Regions from separate parts of the Oryctolagus cuniculus genome. Here region 2 is linked to region 1. The links are chromatin contacts, called in public Micro-C maps. All regions are on one chromosome and are shown on one strand. The core of a region is the stretch at or near the end of the contact, and the rest is flanking DNA. Distances in the headings are between cores, read along the strand shown.

Region 1 (2,632 bases), core at 73-2,572:
CACCTTCCCGCGGCTGCCTGCGCTGGACGTGCGCCGGCGCAGCAGGGAGCGCTGGCGGCCCTGGGAGTGCAGGAGGGCGTCGTGCTTGTGCTTCAGCTCCAGCAGCTTGGCCCGCACCTCCTCGTCGCCGCACACGTCCAGGGGCGTCTCATCCAGCAGGGACTTCGCATTCAGGTCGGCCCCGTGCGCCACAAGCAGCTCCACCAGGTGCACCTGGCCCCAGTAGGCCGCGGCGTGCAGGCGCCCCACTCTTTCTTTCCACCATTTACACTGGGTTCAAAGCCACCACTCCTTCCTTCCTCTGTCTGCCTCCCATGCACCCATTTCCCTTCCAACTGTGTGTTACCCCATTTTAGATGCTTCCGACTGAGACGGTTATAAAGCCGCCTCGCAGATACTTTGTTTCATCTGTCTCCCACAGCCAGGTTGTCACATCCATCCGTGCATTCTTGGCTTGCAGCCCAGCGCCAAGCAAACACAACACACTTCATGTGTTCCCTTAATGAATGAATGAAATAACTCACGCCGTAATTACACCCTCCACCTGCTCCGGCTTTAACCATAGGCGATGTCTTGGCGGAAACGACATTGACAACCGTGGGGAAGAAGAGAGTCTCACGGCTGCCTATCAGCCGGAGAGAGCCCTGGGGGAGGAGCGCATTAAACCAAGAAAGAAGCCTCAGCATAATTAACGCGAGCTGAGTGTCTGGAATCACCAAGAGCCCATACAGACTCCCACAGAAAGCCACATGAGAGTACATCGCACCAGCTCAACGAACGACTGAGGCGGCAGGAGAACAACCCCGCCAACTGGGGCTGCAGGTGGCCAGGCTGCGGCCAACGCTCACGCTGACCCGTGTGCGACACTGGGGCGCCGAGTGGCCGCTCCGGCCGTCTCCCGTGTGCAGACGCTAACTCGGACTCCCCCCAGGGGCCAGACAGGTCGGCGGTCACCACCCCGGGAGGACGCGTTCTCGCCTCACCTTATCCGCTCCCTTGGGCTCTTGGGACACCATTTCACCCCGGACAAGCAGAATCAGGGCTCGCCCCCTCACCCGTATCCCTCATTGTCCCAACTCACCATGAGGAGGCGGTGGCCAGCGTCCTCGGTCCGCGGTCAGCGAAGGAGGTTGTGTGGACAAACGCTGCCCGGTTGTCACGACGACAGGCCCCGCCCACTCGGGGGGCTCCAAGGCCGGCGCGCGCGCAGCGCCCTGCGCAGTCGCGCTGGGGTCCTTCCGGCTGGCGCTCCTCCCCTTTTGGTGACGGCTGGATCCGCCCCCTTACCGCGCCCCGCCCCGCTCTCGCGGTTGACTGACGGAGCCGTGGAAGTGGTCGGCGGCGTTTACGGCTGTGGCGTGCCGGAAAGTGCGTGAGTGGCGGCGCCCGGGCGGTGCGGCGTTTTCCGGATCCCGGGGCTTGGAGGTGGCGGTGTGCTCTGGGCGCGGCCCGGCGGCTGTGGGCAGGGTGTCCCAGCGTCCCCCGACGCTGACAGCCCGTCGTGCTCACTGTTTCCCGAGCGGGTGTTGGGGCGGGTCTTCCCGGGGGAGGGTTTGCGATTGGATCCAGCGACTGGCACCCTGGGGGGCTGCCCACGGCCGGGGCAGGAGGGGCACGGGGCTCCTGGTTTGGCCAGGGAGATGAAGAGGTAGCTGAATTGGCTCTAGAAGGGCTGTTGACTTTGAGATGGGTGACCTTCGGCCTCCTCTGCGCTCGGGGTTCTGTTTACTTTCCGGGCGAAGTAGACGCCCTGTTCCCGAAGGGCAGCCCGGAGCAATTCTGGGGCAAGCCGTGGCCTACAGAGGAAGATCGCCAGGCCCAGCGAGAGCGCAAGGTCGCAGGCCGCTGTGCCCACCGGCGGCACGACCTTCGCACCTGCCGCCTCCTGCCTGGCTCTCTACACCCCGGGAAAACCAGATGCGGTGACGCCACGCTGGGCTCCCTCTCCCTGACCCTGCAACCTCTCTCAGCCCTGCCCTTGGCGGGAGGAAACAGGGACAGTGTCACGGGACACCGCTCCCCCGGTCCTGGGAGCAAGATGCAAGCACCTTACTGGGACTTTTAGTTCTAATGTAGTCTCCCGTGGCTACTTGGTCTGGAAGTCTGTCTGCTTGGTTTTGAATTAATCTAACAGTGCAGAATGCAAGCCTGCCACAGTAGGATGGATCGGTGGGAATAAGGAGGCGCCAGGGTGACCCCCAGTTACCTTAGACTGCTGGGACTCCAGGAGAGACTCTGAAACCCGCCTCCCTGCCCGGGAGGAGGCACTGCGGTGGGGTGCTGGATTCCGGGGGCGAGCCCGTGTTCGAGGAGTCACAGCTTCGTTTTCCTCAGGCACCTGGACGGGCTGCCGAACTGCCAAGGCCACCCCGTGCCTGTCCTGTCTTCCTCACCTTCGGACAGATTCGTGTCTGCCCCTTCTAAAAGCACATCCCCATCTCCTTGCGACTCCCGCGTGTCACCACCGAACCGGCTGCCACTCACCTCCGCTACGTACTCTCTGGAAGCGCCTGCGTGCAGTCTTCCGGGCTCGCTGAAGCCAAGCAGTGAGAATAACGTGGTACCGGCATAGCTCACCCGGCCAGTTGCCTTCAGCCTCAGTTATCATTGAACTTCACGGGGAATAACCACT
Region 2 (2,632 bases), core at 96-2,595, 710 kb after region 1:
TGGTCTGTCCAGCCTCCACCGAAGCCAATTCCCAGACTTCGACAGCTGCCAGTGAGGTCCACCGTGCTGTGGAGTGGTCATCGGTGCCTGCAAGCGCTTCTCTGCGAGTGGGCGTGGCTAGCCAGGCATCATAAATTTACCCGGATTTAAATGCCGGTCACGCGGCAGATGGGTGCCTGCCTCCATCAACCCGTCCACCTCTGGCTGTGTGACGAAACCCAGGGATCAACAGAAACTCGATTAAGGCCCAGCTGCTCCTGGAGATCATACATCTTGGTCCGATAGCAGCCACAGTGCTGTCTGCCACCCACCGCCCCCCACACCCCCCCCCCCTGGGAGACCGTTCACCACAAGGGCTGCCCAGCCCAAGAAGGCAGTTCCAAGGAGGAACAGCCAGTCAGCACGGCCACAGGCCGCCAGGGGCCACAGCAAGATGGGGACCGAATTTTTCCATCCAATTGGGCAATCGGTGTGCAGTGGAGGGAAGAGTCGGCAAGGGAGTGAGAGGCCAGGACAGGCTCACCTGAGGGCTAAACAACTCCTTTGACAAGAGTCACCCGGGGTCAAAGGCCACCCCGTGGCCCACAGAGCCCCTTCGCGTGGCGTCGCCTTAGGGTGCACACTGGGGCCACAAAGCTCTCCTCTCCCCAGATCCGCCAAACGTGGATCCGCCAACATTCAGGTCTTACCAGCCCGCCCTCCCCGGCGCACCTGCGAGGTGGAGGAAATCAATGGGCTGTGGAATCAGGAAACGTCAAAAACCCAGAGAACCAAACCCAGGGTCAAAAAGAAAAAAAAAAAAATTAAAACAAAAACACACCCCAGGTCCTGAGGCGGACGCGCGCTGCAGTGAGCTGTGCAAGTCTGCCATCCGTGTCTGGGAGAAGAATCAGTGCCTGGAGAATTAAGGGGGCCGGGGCCGCGTCTCGCAGCTCCCCCACGCGCGGCACTCCCAACCCCAACCCCAACCCCAGCCGATTGAACGGCCGCTGCTGCGGCGGGCCGGCGGGCGCGCGGGCGTCCAAGCCCATACCCAAGGCTGCGAGCCGGCCAGCGGCAGCACGCGTCGCGTGCTGTCCCCAAAGCATGCAGCGGACTAGTGAAGCTGACGCACGGACCTGCGGGGCCACACTCAAGCACCGATTTCCGTCTGAAGCCAAGCCAAGCCCGGCCCGGCTCGTTCTAAACTTCTGTTACTCACAGCTGATTCATGCGTGTGCGTGCGTGTGTGTGTGTGTGTGTGTCCACCCCCGCCCGGCCTCTGTCACCGCCTGCTGCGCAGGGGGCCGCGCAATCACAGCCACTCGGCGTGCACCGCAGCGCAAACCCAGTCCGGGGCGGAGATGGAAGGGCGCGCGCCCTCGCTCTCGTTTCTTCTCCCTCGGCCGCGGAACGAGCCGCCGGCTTCCCGGGGAACCCGCAGAGGGCAGCTCGAGCGAGTCCCGGCCCCGGGCCGCCGCCGCGGAGGCTGGGCTCCGGCCACGGTCAGTGCAGCGCGCGCCCTCCCGCCACGTCCGCTCGGCCCCGGCGCAGGGGGCGCGCCGCCGTGGCCGGCCGAGCGCTGGCCCCCGGGGCCCTCGGAGCTCCCACAATGCAGCGCCGCGTCCCAGTTCCGTTACCGGCTCGCTCCCCGCGCCGCGGGCCCGCGAGACCCGCGGCGGCCGCGGCGACCCGAGCGCGGCCGAGGGGGGCGCCTCTCGCGCGCTCAGCCCGCGGCCCGGCCGAGGGGCGGAGCCGCCCGGCCCGGCCCGGCCTGGCCCGGCCCCCAGCCCGGCCCCCAGCCCGGAGGCACCGGCCGCGGGAGCGAGCCGCCCGCGCCTCGGCCGCCCGCGCTCCGTCCGGCTCCCCGCGCAGCGCCCGCCTCGCCGAGCCTCGCCGGCCGGTCCGCGGCGGCTCGGCCGCTGCCCGCGCGCTCGAGCCCCGGCGGCCGAGGCTCAGCTAGCGCCGGCCCGGCAGGACGCCTTCCGAGAGAGACACTGAGGGAGAGAGAGAGAGAGGACGCCGCGGAGCCGGGGCCTCCGGCCGGCGCGGAGCGCGCAGCCCGGGGACGGGCTCCGGGCGCCGCCGCCGCGTCCCCAGCGCCCGGGCCGGGCCCGCCGGGGGCCTGCGGGGGCGGCGCAGTTGCGAAACTGAGTGAGTATTAACTTTCTGCGGCGGCGGCGGCGGCGGCCGCGGCCCCGGGCAGCCTCCCTGCGAGCCTCGCCGGCCTCGGGGAGCCGCGGGGCGCCCGCGCCGCCCCCCAAGCCCCGCTCGGCGGTCACCTTTTGCCTGGCGTCGCCCGTGTGCGCCTCCTCCACAAGTGCGAGTCTCTGGTTGCTCGGCGCCTTCCTCTCGGTGTCCTTGGCAAGGGGACTTTGGAGGCCACTTTTGTTGCGAAGGGAAATGTCTGTCTGGCTTTTTTTTTTTTTTTTTCCTTTGCTCTGGGTGGAAATCCAGCTCGCTTGCGGGCTGGCGGCTTAGGGGGAGCTGCGTTCTCGGGCGGGATGGGGCGTGGAGGGTGTGGGGCTTGGATTGCGCCCCCACCCCCACCCCGGCGCCCCTGGGCAGGGGGAATCGGGAGGAGGGGACCCGGACTCGAGCTGGCTTTGTGGGCTGGAAACTTTGCTGGGGGGTCGCAGGCGGAGAGGTCGGC

Evidence for each region. Hi-C and Micro-C count contacts between places; a contact is called where the count stands out from the background.
Region 2: a Micro-C map of ear pinna shows a contact between it and region 1, with 8 times the contacts expected there. The contact joins the promoter of RASSF8 here to the promoter of ETFRF1 in region 1. A contact is called at or near these places in 2 of 6 Hi-C or Micro-C datasets (ear pinna and an unstated tissue).

What each region holds. Positions count from the first base shown.
Region 1 is chr9:122,501,641-122,504,272 of mOryCun1.1, forward strand. It overlaps ETFRF1 (electron transfer flavoprotein regulatory factor 1), which reads left to right and starts at 1,323. Exons shown (of 3, transcript XM_002712703.5): 1 at 1,323-1,368. DNAI7 (dynein axonemal intermediate chain 7) reads right to left here and starts at 1,090. Exons shown (of 19, transcript XR_011379032.1): 1 at 984-1,090. It overlaps KRAS (KRAS proto-oncogene, GTPase), which reads right to left. Exons shown (of 6, transcript XM_070049515.1): 6 at 1,248-2,632. It also overlaps the pseudogene LOC138843732.
Region 2 is chr9:123,210,394-123,213,025 of mOryCun1.1, forward strand. RASSF8 (Ras association domain family member 8) reads left to right here and starts at 1,346. Exons shown (of 5, transcript XM_051850353.2): 1 at 1,346-1,484. It overlaps LOC138843660 (serine/arginine repetitive matrix protein 1-like), which reads right to left. Exons shown (of 8, transcript XM_070048360.1): 3 at 524-2,632. The coding sequence ends at 1,939.